2 separate regions of the Anser cygnoides genome follow, and region 1 is linked to region 2. Evidence: chromatin contacts called from public Hi-C data. All regions are on one chromosome and are shown on one strand. The core of a region is the stretch at or near the end of the contact, and the rest is flanking DNA. Distances in the headings are between cores, read along the strand shown.

What was found. Hi-C and Micro-C count contacts between places; a contact is called where the count stands out from the background.
Region 1: a Hi-C map of liver shows a contact between it and region 2, with 9 times the contacts expected there. The contact joins two enhancer-like sites. A contact is called at or near these places in 2 of 7 Hi-C or Micro-C datasets (both in liver).

What each region holds. Positions count from the first base shown.
Region 1 is chr16:5,486,759-5,492,597 of Taihu_goose_T2T_genome, forward strand. It overlaps APCDD1L (APC down-regulated 1 like), which reads left to right. Exons shown (of 4, transcript XM_048074644.2): 2 at 1,978-2,107; 3 at 2,662-3,220; 4 at 5,299-5,839. Among named protein-coding and RNA genes, the nearest start is that of APCDD1L, 14 kb to the left of the region's middle. Within about 2 kb of position 1,718, at least 1 of the 3 cell types and tissues checked has open chromatin away from gene starts, as enhancers often do. A contact at or near this core is called in liver, where this site is marked.
Region 2 is chr16:5,302,885-5,308,839 of Taihu_goose_T2T_genome, forward strand. All of the region lies in intron 1 of GNAS (GNAS complex locus), which reads right to left. Among named protein-coding and RNA genes, the nearest start is that of GNAS, 25 kb to the right of the region's middle. Within about 2 kb of position 3,642, at least 3 of the 3 cell types and tissues checked have open chromatin away from gene starts, as enhancers often do. A contact at or near this core is called in liver, where this site is marked.

The DNA of each region.
Region 1 (5,839 bases), core at 468-2,967, 180 kb after region 2:
AGGTAGGCTGCTTCTGTTACTGCTCCCCTGCTTAGCTGGGGGCTTCATTTTCCATGTGGTTATTCCCTTTGTGACCTGTGATAGTTTAAGGGTTTCTGTGCTAAAATCTGCACAAATGCATTTCAAAGATGCTGTTACTGTGATGCGTAAAACCTTTGCAAACGGCAGCTCTGTAGTGAAGAGACTAAATTTGTGCGTCATAAGTCTTAAGTTGTATAGTATTAGATTAGTAATAAAATACCATTTGAGTGGAAATGCCTCTGCTTTGCCACATGTTCAGGAGCCTCTGACTTGCACAACAAGAGTTTATTTGCTGAGTTGCCGTTTCGCTTGGTGTAGCCCTTGTGTGTATTTGTGGCAAACAGATGCTGAAGATTTTCAGCAGGCATTTGACCCCGTGTGCGTGGAGGACGCATTGATGCCAGAGAGGAGAGGCTCCTGTCTCGGAATATATTGGCTGTTGGGAATCGAGGGAGCCTCCCTGGTAGACCCCAGCTGTGAATCTGGCCCCGAGTGTTTATATTTGTGTTACATCCCAAGCTTTTGAGCCAGGGAATTTTGCTGACGTTGCTCAGCAGCTTGTATGTAGTCTTGCCCATGGTTGACAGCAGACCCACATGCGCTAGCTGCCTTTGCAAACACTTCTTGTTACAAGGGCGCTGCTCAGAGAGGTGCTTGTGCCCTCCCAGCCTGGCTCGGGCCCTTTGTGGTTCCTTCCCTCACGTACAGTCAGATGGTTTGGGTTTCCCTTCCAATGAGAGGTCTGGTTTAAACAAATTTCTCTACAAAGATCACGGGGTGGTTCAGGTTATGTGAAGGCGTTGGCTCATAGGGACTAAGAGGAGCAGTTGCGATTTGTTGTGGAGCACATGAAGATCAGATCTCTCCAGTCGTGATCTTGAGTGAGGAGGGGAATGGATTACATGTGCATAAGCCATAAAAGTTGGCTTGAAAATTTCCAGCACACTGCTACAAAAATTGCAAAGCACAGCTAGGGCGAGTGAACGCCGGCTGGGCTAATAAACCCGGGGCAGCGCTGGGCCGGCCTGGAACTGCACCAGGCTGCGGGACCTGGCTTTGCCGGACGGACACTTGTCCAACTGCAGAAAATCGGTGGGGTTTCAGGAGCTGTGCTGGGAACTCGTTTCACATCGTTACAGAGGCAAATCCCATGTTTCTTACTGAAGCAAACTCACGATGAATGCCACAGAAGTTTGCCTAAGCAAAGAGTGAATAACATACAGGAATATATGCATATATGTGTGTGTGCATGCAAAGGTCTTCAGGATTTAGCTGAGTGTTCGCACATTCCCTAAGCCAATAACATCCGTTGTTATGGGAAATGAGGTAAGTGACAGAATTACTGTCCTTATGGCGGGCGACAGGCGAGTCTAATGTTCCCATGCTGTAATTCCCTGTTCCAGTTACTGCTTCAACAATAGCTTCAGAGAGAGAACAGGAACAAAGCACGCTCAGTTTTATTCGAAGATTTCATCTAAAAAAGTGGCTGCGTTTTGTTCAAACCAAAGCTGGAAAACAGTAAATAAAATTTCAGTATCCTTAACCAACTGTTCGCTTCTTCACTCACCCGGCTGGGGTGTCAGGCTCTGACTGGATCTTCTGGTGAACGTAACCCAGGAGGTTTTCTGGGCCTCGGTGCGTAAAAGGGTCTGTGCCTGTGAGGAAGTGCACGTCCTGCTCGGCAGGGCCTGGCCGTGGGTGCCCGACTGTGGGTGCCCGGGCCCGGCTGTGGGTGCCCGGGCCCGGCTGTGGGTGCCCGGGCCCGGCTCTGGGCTCTCGCCTCCGCGGCCCCTCAGCGGGGTCCCCAGCCCCGAGCACCCCCGGGGCCTTCCCGGGAGCTCTGCGCGGCCCCGCGGTTGGGCTTATGCGGAGGGTTCGCACCCTCCGCGCTGCTGACGACTTCTTCCCCCCTTTTCTTTCTCTCGCCCCCATTTTCTCTCCCCCGACCCGGCGCAGCCTGCGCTGCCGCGGAGCCGCCGCTGCGCTGGGAGCCGCGGTGCCGGCAGCAGCTCCGCCACCTGCAGGACGGCGCCAGGATCGCGGCGCGGCTGCCGCCCCGCCTGGAGGGCCGCTGGGTGTCCACCGGGTAAGGCCCTTCCTCCCCCTCCTCCTCCTCCTCCTCCTCCTCCTTCACCCCCGGCACCCCGGTGCCCCCCGCCCCGAGCCCCCCTTCAGCCCTCTTGCCTCTGTCCCTCCCCAAGCTCCCGTCTCTGGGGCACGAAGCGCGGTGTCACGCCCAAAGAGTGCCGCCAGCACCCATGGGATTTCGCAGGATCACACCCATGGGATTTCGCAGGATCACAGGACGGCTCGGGTCCGAGGGGACCCTAAAGGTCACCCGGTTCCAGCCCCCTGCCGCAGGCAGGGACGCCACCCGCTTGATCAGGTTGCCCAGGGTTTGGGGAGCAGGTGCTCAAAATCACCCACCCGAGCACTGCCACCGGCGGTGGGAGGCTCCTGACCTCAGCGCTGCTTGCACCCACACTCGCCCCTGCTCTCCCTGCACCCCAATTTCACCCATCCCGGGCAGTGCAGGTGTCCTCGTCCCACGCCACCCCTCTGCTCCCCATCCCGCTCCGTGCAGGGTGCCCGCCTGCTGTGCCCCGTGTGTGGGTGGCTCACGCCTGCCTTCGTCCCCAGGTGCGAGGTGCGGCCGGGACCCGAGTTCCTCACCCGATCCTACCTCTTCTACGCCAACCGCCTCTTCAAGGCTTACCAGTTCTACTACTGGGACCCCTCCTGCCGGGAGCCCTCGTACTCCCTGGTCATCAAGGGCAAGCTGCGCCTGCGCCAGGCCTCCTGGATCACCCGCGGGGCCACCGAGGCCGACTACCACCTCCACAAAGTCGGCATCGTTTTCCACAGCCAGAAAGCCATGCGGGAGGTGGCCTCCTGGATCAACCAGACCTCGGGCGAGGGCTGCAGCGGGTTCCTGCCGCCGGGGCGCACCTGGGCTCCCGGAGCCCTCTACGAACTGCTGAGTGCCAAGTCCGAGCGCGACTGCACCGCAGCCCTGGGCTTTGCCATGCACGAGCTCAGCCTCGTGCGGGTGGAGAAGCATTATCAGCCCTTGCTGGAGCCGCAGCAGAGCGGCAGCCAGCTGGTGGAAGAGCTGTACCTGGGGGACATTCACACGGACTGGGTGGAGAGGCGCCACTACCGACCGACCGGTTACCAGCGACCGATGCAGAGCGCTGTGGTAAGAACAATGCTTTAGCACAGGCCCTATTGAGAGCAGATTCCCGGCTCTCCCCTCATCAGTTCACTGGGCTTTGTGAAGCACACGTTATTTTTGTACTGTTAAAATACTGATCACCTGCACCTCGAGCCCTTGTTATCCCACGGACCCACAGGAGGAGATGCAGGGCATGGGTGTGGGTTTACAGCATAAGAAGTAAGCCTGCAATGGCACGAGCCTGGAGTTAATGGCTTTTCTTTGGCTCTGTTTTCCTAGGAAATGCAATTTCCTAGTTTCCTGCACCACAGTCAGTGAAAGCTTTGGGCTGCACATCATTAGAGGCTGCCTACGCGCTGTTTGTCTTCCATCCCTCTCTAGCTCTTTGTCATGTCCTTCGGGTCTAGAGAGGAGCGAGGAAGCAAGTGTCTGCCATTAAATCATTGCTCCTCAGCGTAATGCCATTAAAGGAGGAAGTTGCTCTGAGTAACACTATTACACTGAGATTTAACTTTTAGTTTGACATAAATAAAACTGAGCAGGAGACCTGGTTGCTTTTTATTTTATATTTTGCTTTGTTTCCAGGAAAGCACATTTTTATCTGAATCGTAGCTTATCAATTCAGAAATTATTGAGTAGTGAGATGGGGTAAAAAATCCTCTTTGAACTTTACAGTTTAGATGGAACGCAATTAACTGAAGAAAAGTCTTTTGTGTGCAGCTTTCAAGGGGCAACATTTCCCCACACCCCAAACTACAGCAACTGGACTTGGAAAAAGAAAACCACAGAGCAACACCCCTCTCCTCCCTCAAAAATAACCTTCTCAAATTGGTTAAACTTGTGTTATCCTGGGCCAAAACCGTATATATGAGCAAAACCAGATGGTAAACATAAACACTTTTAAAAGTTAATTTAAAACCAAACCTAAAGATACTGAAATTCACTCTCTGAATATAGCACTGTAATTAATCAGCTAACAGCTCTCCAATGTACCCGCACATGATGTCACCACTTGGCGATAATTAGAAGCTGCCATACATTAGAAATAACTTCACACAACTGGTTTAAGCAAGTAAGATTTTTGGCTTCATGTCTATAGTGATAATTTTATTGGGCACGGGGTTTTTTCTTTCTTTTTTTACTGAACTAATATCCATTTGCCTGCACTAGTGAGAGCTACGCAGCTATGTTAGGAATTATTTTTTAACCCTCTTTATGAAAATATTACCCTTATTCCCTTAAATTTATACCTCTTTTAAAGAAACCCATTCTCCCCAAATTACCTTTCATTATCAAAGAATTTCCTGTCTAAGGAGAGCATATATATTTGCCAACTTCTGGGATTATTTAGCCATAATGTACTGTGTACTGTCAGCACTCATTAACGTGACAGTAGCAGTAAAACAAGCTGAAAATGACTAAATTACAGTAGACTCCAATCAACTCGCATGTAAATTACCCACCCTACAGTTAACTACTGAGTTATTCAACCTTGCTGCATACGACAGCTCAGTAAAGATTACCTCGTGTTCTAGAAAATGATATAATGTCCAAACCCTGGTTATTTAAAAATAAATCAGTTGTGATGTACGAAGTATTAGGAAAAAATTCCAAGCCACCCCAAAACAACCCTCTGGCATTTGATCGGCTGCAGGACTGCTTTGACTCGGAGTGTTGCATGAAGCACAGGCAGAGCCCTGGGGCAGCTCCTTCTCTTCTCCTCTCCTCCTCTTCTCCTTCTCCACTGCCACATCTGCTCCAGCTGCTCACAGCGAACCTCTGCCTCCCTCCGGACCCGGGTGGCCGGGGAGCGCTCCCTGCCTGTCCAGCAGCTCTGCCCTTGCCCCATCCTCCTCCCGTCCTCCGCATGTCCTCAGCGGCCCCGCGCAGAGCACAGCCCTTCTGTCCTCCCCAGGGGACCAGAATAGCAAAGAGCCCGGGCAGCTCTTTATCTCACTTAATCTGCTTGGCTGCCTTGGGCCAAGTTTGCTGCAGTTGAACACCCTGGCGTGGGAGAGGGGAGCGTGAGCTTTTTGAACATTCTGGAAAGGGTTTTTTTTGGCTTATCAATTTACAAAAATACCATTCTTTGTCTTCTGCAGCACCACGTGCATCCTTGCCCGGCCTGTGGGATTATATACAGAGCTGACGAACACCACCCCCCCATCCTCCCCGCCAGAGCCGAGCCGCCGATGCAGCTGAGCGGCAGCTGGGTGAGCACCCACTGCGAGGTGCGGCCCGCGGTGCTTTTCCTCACCAGGTACTTCATCTTCCACGGTAACAACCACACCTGGGAAGGGTACTACTACCACTACTCCGACCCCCTCTGCAAGCAGCCGACTTTCACCATCTACGCGTCTGGGCGTTACACCCAAGGCGTCCCCTCCTCCAAAGTGAGAGGCGGCACGGAGCTGGCTTTTAAAGTCACGCAGGCTCGGGTGACGCCGATGGACCAGCTAACGGTGATGATGCTGAACTCCTCCGAGCCAGGCAGCTGCGGGCTGACAAACTCCTGGAGTGCCGGGGTGGAGCAGGATATAACACCGACGAACGGCTGCTTGGCCTTGGGCATCAAGCTGCCCCACACGGAGTACGAGCTCTTCAAAACAGAGCACGACACGAGAGACCGCAGCCTGCTGTACG
Region 2 (5,955 bases), core at 2,392-4,891:
TCCCATCTTAAATTTGATATTTTAAATATAATTTTAAAAGAGAGAGAAAGAGAGGGATGTTTCCAAGGAAAAATGTAAGCATCAAAAAGGTTGACTCAACTCTTCCCCCCCCCCCCCCTTTTATAACATGCAATAGGAAAAGGTTACCAGGAAAAACAGTAATTATCTTAGAGATGTTTTACTTTGCAATTACTCTACTAATTTTTTCTAACAAAATATAGTTCTTCTGTTAACTCTCTAGAGAACAGTACTGGTTGGCTACCATGCATCCAAAAATTCTGCTTCTGTAAAAATCATCCTGAACAAACAAGGAAAGCAAGACCACAGCTGTGACTGTCCAGATGTAGAATATCTTTGTCATCAAAAACTAGTATTTCACATGTTCTCAAAACTGTCTTACCATATTATCTATATTAAACAAACATAGTTTATCTGACATTTTAATAACTTAAGTTACCCCTTTCAAATAACGTGGCAAATTATCACTGTACTCTAGAATCTGATACTTACATATTTCTAAAAATTATTTTAGAGGGTAGTAAAAATACCCATGAACGTTTCAGTCCTTATTGTGTATGTTTGCAATGATATCTTCACCATAACACCTTTGGCAGGAGTGGGGAGTTAATTTTATTATGTAGAGGTAACATAGTCAAAGGATTGATTTCTTTAAAGCTCAGGCAAATGAAAAAAAAAAAAAGATCGTGGAATTTTGTCATCTAAAAAACCATAATCCTAAGAGAATCTTAACTAGCTGTTATCAATTACCAACATGAAGAAACACATCACCTGCATTCCCAAAGTTGGGAAAACATAAAATGTTAAAGCAATTATGAACAGGAGCAGAATAACTCAGAAGATAATGCTAACAATTTAATCTCTAACAAGTTAACAGAGCTTTATGTGGAAATACAGGAATTTAATATACTATAGGTATTTATAGTACATTTTCTACACATTTACATTTACAGTATAATCACGAGACTTTTTAAAAAATTTTTTTTAACTTTCATTCTTGCACCACTAAGGCAATTTGGAATTAGACATATGTATTCAACAGTCCATTAACACCACCAAAAAAAAAAAAAAAAAAAACAAAAAACAAACAGGTGACTAACCAATACTTCACTATTTCTGACAAACAAAATCTTTTTACCTAGACAGTAAAATAATAGACTTTTTAAATAACTTTATCTTGTGCATACCCATCTCAAACTCCTTCACAAGATTTATAATCTCAGTTTAATTTCTTTGCAGACTCCCAAGGGACTAATTTCAGTTACATTTGAGCTGTTTTCTCCCAGTTTGGATTTAATAAATTAGGGAGGGCAACAAATATTAAGTATGTAAAAAGGTAACAATTTTAAAATGACAATTCCTGGAAAAAAACATTCTTTATGTGTTAAATTCCCTGAAGAACAGAAATGGCCAAGATGTGTTTCAGACATCTGACTATTAGTCAACTATTGTTAAAGTGATCCAATTATTAAATAGGCAAGAATTATTTATTTTACTTATATAAACTATCCTTCTTTGACGGGTCTGGAATAAATTAACACATCCACATGTTTCTTTGCTTACTATGCCAAGAAGAATGACTAATATTTTTCTATAATAATATTTTGATAAGAAAATGAATGTTCAGTTTATATTTGTAATATGAGTTTCTGCATAGTTTTTATGAGCTGAATCAAATATGAAGTGGTCAAATTAGAAGGATTTGAACAACCTAATTTAAAAACAAAACAGCTTTGCTCAAATACAAAAAGTATTTTCTTCGCTACTTTATCAAATGAAAGCATATTTGGGCTGTCAAAAATATACTGGTTAAAGAATTTAGACAGGCTTCATCTGAATTACATTTAAACATCAAAACTAATTTAAAATGATCTAGAGAAACAAGCTGTGGAATGTCCAATCCTCAAAAAAAAAAAAAAGTAATTAAATGCTCAGGGCTTAGCTTACTAAATACAATTACGGACATCCACCTCCTTCCTCCCCTTGCCAGATAAAATGCCCTCACCCGGCCACCTCCAGCCATGGCAGGAGGACTCGCAACACCCTGGAGGCTGACCCCAGACCTGGAAAAGGGGGAAGGCATCCATCCACCTGCATTATAACGCCATGCTTTCCAGCTGTGTTGGTAAGACACCAACACAGACCCTGCAGCGGGCTCGCTCCTCACACCTTCCCCTCCTGCCCACGGACACGAGCCCAGGGCGCAGGGCGAGGGGCAGCCCGCGGACCCCGCCAGACATCGGGGGAGATGTTACAGCACGCTCCCCTGCAACGCCCGGTGCTCCTAACCTGCGTGACAAGTGCCAGTCGGAGAGCTTCAGATCCTCAGTTCCAAAAAATAAAACTAAAAGTGAGAGTCTGATTGAAACCGTAGTTGCCTCTACACTAAAGGAGCTTTCTGTTTTTCCCTACCCAGTGGCTGGGGCAGCTTCAGGAAACAGGTCTGCCTGTCTGTCACAATAATTGTTTCTGCCTCAGTTATCTAGTCCAGTCAAAACAAGCCAAGTTCATAGCCAGAGCTGCAAGAGATTTCGAACAAGATTTCTGCGAGCCCCCCTGCAAGCCGAGCATCTCCCTGACACCCAGCTCGCCTCACCCCACTGCTCCCCGGCCAGGACCACCGGGCCCCTCAACATCACCAACCCCAATACGCAACGGGACCGCTCGGAAGAAAAAATCCACTCAAGGTCTCCCTGTCCTTTCCTATCACACAGCTGACTGCTCCCTCCCTTCGCCATCGCGCGGTCCCCTGGAGAAAAGCCTGCACCTTCCGGGCCGCAGGAAGCAGCGCGGCCCCACTGGGGCTGGGGCCCCGGCTGGCTGCTGCCCTTGAGCCGCTTCTCTGCGGCTCTGTGCGAGATTTATAATCCAGCTGGCTGCCTGGCGGCTCTGCCAGAGCCGGGGGGCCGGAGCGGGACGGCAGCGCTCGGGTCTGCACGCCTGGAAGTGACCGAGGGTCTTGCAAAGCAGAGCCGGACCACTGTCACAAAAACCAAATAAAACCATCCCCCCCCCAAAAAAAAATCCCACACCTAAAAAAGATGAAGAGAAATAGAAAAAAAAGTGAAAACCAACCCTGAAAGGCTTTCTAGCTGGTCTGTCCCCAGACTATGCAGGAGGCTCAGCAAAAGAGGAATTTGTCCCCCACCCCCTCTGGCACAAAGTTGCAGCACGCGCAAACAAACAAAAAAAAAATCCATAAAAAACGCCAAAAAATACCCAAAGCTCATCCTCTGCAGTGTACAGGGTGCCTCTTTAATATTTTCAATCTGCAGAGGGATTTGCTTTGGGATTTCTTGCCGGTGAAGGCAGAGGGAGCAGGGCAGGAGCGGATCAGAAGGGAGAAGTTCCCCAGAGGGTTTCAGAAGTTACCGCACATGTATTTCACCAGCGGCTATTTTTAACCCGGCGGTTGCTATTTTTACCAATGTCAGTGTTTTCCATGTGTTGAACTCTGTCCCCGCGCAGGCTGCGGGGCGCTGCGCCCCGGCCCCCCCCCAGGCGGCCCCCAGGCTCCCTGCTCCCCCCCGCTCCTCCTCCCTCCAGCGCTGGCGTTGGGTTGTGTGCAGCACTTCGGGAGCTCTTTCCAGAGTATCAGCAGGGCCTGGACTCCGCTCCCGCTGCCCCTCCTTTGTATGGATATATCTGGGGGGGGGTGCGTGGTACAAAGTCCAACCGCCAGCACCCAGCAAAGCTCCTGCTTCAACTTCATTCCTCTCCAAACGCATTCCTGCCAACCGGGAGGGGAGAGGGGAAAAAAAAAAAGAAGAAAAGAAAAAGTAAACAAACGCCACTGTTGCTAAGTTTTGCACTTTATACCCTTTTATATTTACAATCCTCTCTTGGCTAAAAATAGCAACACATGATCCATTTATAACTGGCCGGACATGCCCCGAAGCCGCTGGCGGGGCCCTGGCTGATGAAAGGAGCTCTTTGCGTTCCTTCTACCTGAGCTCATCTCGCGCTTAAAGGGCTCAGACAACCCCGCTGCCACAAAGCACACATTGAAACCTCTGCTGCTTCCAGGGGAGATCAGGATAAGGGGTGCAAAAAAATAAAATAGCGTAAAAAAAAAAAAGACACTAAGCCCTACAGGCTGCCCCGTGCCCTGCTTGGCGGAACATGGGAGCAGGGAGGTGCGGGAGGGGAAGGCGGCCCTGGCACCGGGCAGGAGTGTGCCCCAACCCATGGCAAAGGGGCTGTGGAGGCAGCTCGGGACACGATCGAGAAATGACTCTGGAAATCACACCAGAGGCGGCCATGGGAGCGACTGCGGGCTCGGCTCTCAGGACAGCTTGGGTGGTCATTCTGGAAGCGACCTTCGGATGGCAGCCAGAGGTGGCTGCTGGGGATGGCTCCAGAAGTGGGTTGGGAGGTGGCCCTAAAAGCGGCTGGAAATGGTGCCCAGTTTGTCTGTAGACCACTCCAGGCCTGGTTCTTGGGCTTGGGCTGGAGAGCGATTCCAGAACCAGCGCTGAAGCTGGCCTAGAAGCAGCACCTCAACTGCCCGAGGCAGAAATGCACGGATTTATTTGCAATGATTGTTCACACAGGAAGTTTTAAAAATGGGGGATTTTCTTCTTTCACCAGTACTAACATCTTCTGAATCCAACGTTAAAAATTTCCATCAGCACCTGTGAAGGATTCATAGCTGCGCGTGTAGTGTAAACAGCTCGGGAACTGAAGGAGAAGTCACAAGGGCCAGGCACAATGCCCGTTTCAGTGGAAGCCACACCTTCCCTTAGAGAGCCCAGGTGCCACACGAATGCCACTTCCCTTCTAGTATCAACAAGCTTCAATGTTTTAAAGTTTCCTCTTTGAGGCACACGTTTCCTGCTTTTAGTCTCTTGTCGCAGAACCAGGCCCAGGTCAGAGGCAGGACGGCAGGTCACACATCGCCCAGCAGCGGTAACAGAAACTACGGTGCGGGACTACGCTGGCAAACATCACTGTTTTAGCACAGTTTATCACAAAGATGCAAATCCTAGATGCTTAGAAATAGAGTCAAGCCCTCCCAAAATTATGGGACCTAAAGGAAAATACACCTTCCAGTTATGCGTCTTTCAGGTACTTTAGATGTTTCTCAGTACTCTTTAGAGCCAAGGAACACGGTTTGTTTGCAGTGACAGCAAGAGTTCAGTGCAGGATGCCATGGATTGCAGCTCCAAGGAAAAATGTAAGAATCATGGTAGGACCTGGAGAACAATTGATTGGAACAGCTGGCAACATCCTTACCTACATTTATTCTTTACAGCCCTATTTGCTGCTTTTCTGCCATTCTTCTTGGTTTTGGTTTCTTTATGGGAAACCACATCACCTGACATCTCGTCTGTGCCGGAGCTTTCAGGCTACATTTCCCCTCTGTGACTACACCACATACATGCTCACATCTACGTGTACTGGTGCCTTCGTCAGCATCGGACATCCTTCTTCCAAGTGCAACCGCAAGGGTTATTTTGCTGACGAGGTGCTGAGCCCGCAGGTCCCCACCCCAGCAGCTGCAGCCCCACAGCCCCCCTGTGGGGGGCTCCTGCAGCTTGCAAACACCATCAGCCTTTTCCCCTGCTCCTTCCCCTCCCTGGCACCTTCCCGTTCTCACCATCTTCCATTTTGAAGCTGACATCCACCCCCTACTCCTTGCAGCTTTGGCCCCCTCTTCTGCCAACAAAACCAAACTCCCTGGCCATGATCCCCTTGGAGGTCTGCCACGTATTCAACAAGTAGAAATGCCACTTTTTTTTTCTTTGGAGGGCCACAGCAGGGCAGATGCAAAGAGAACAAAGCAGCACTGCAAGCAGTCCCTGTAACACAGGGTGTGATGGCTGGTGGTGATGTCCTCTGCAGCTGTGCTGGCTCCGACACAGGTCTGATGGCCATTGCTGGTGTCAGGAGTACCTGCTTGGGGTAAGGCACGTAAGAGGGTTGTGTTGCCAAGAT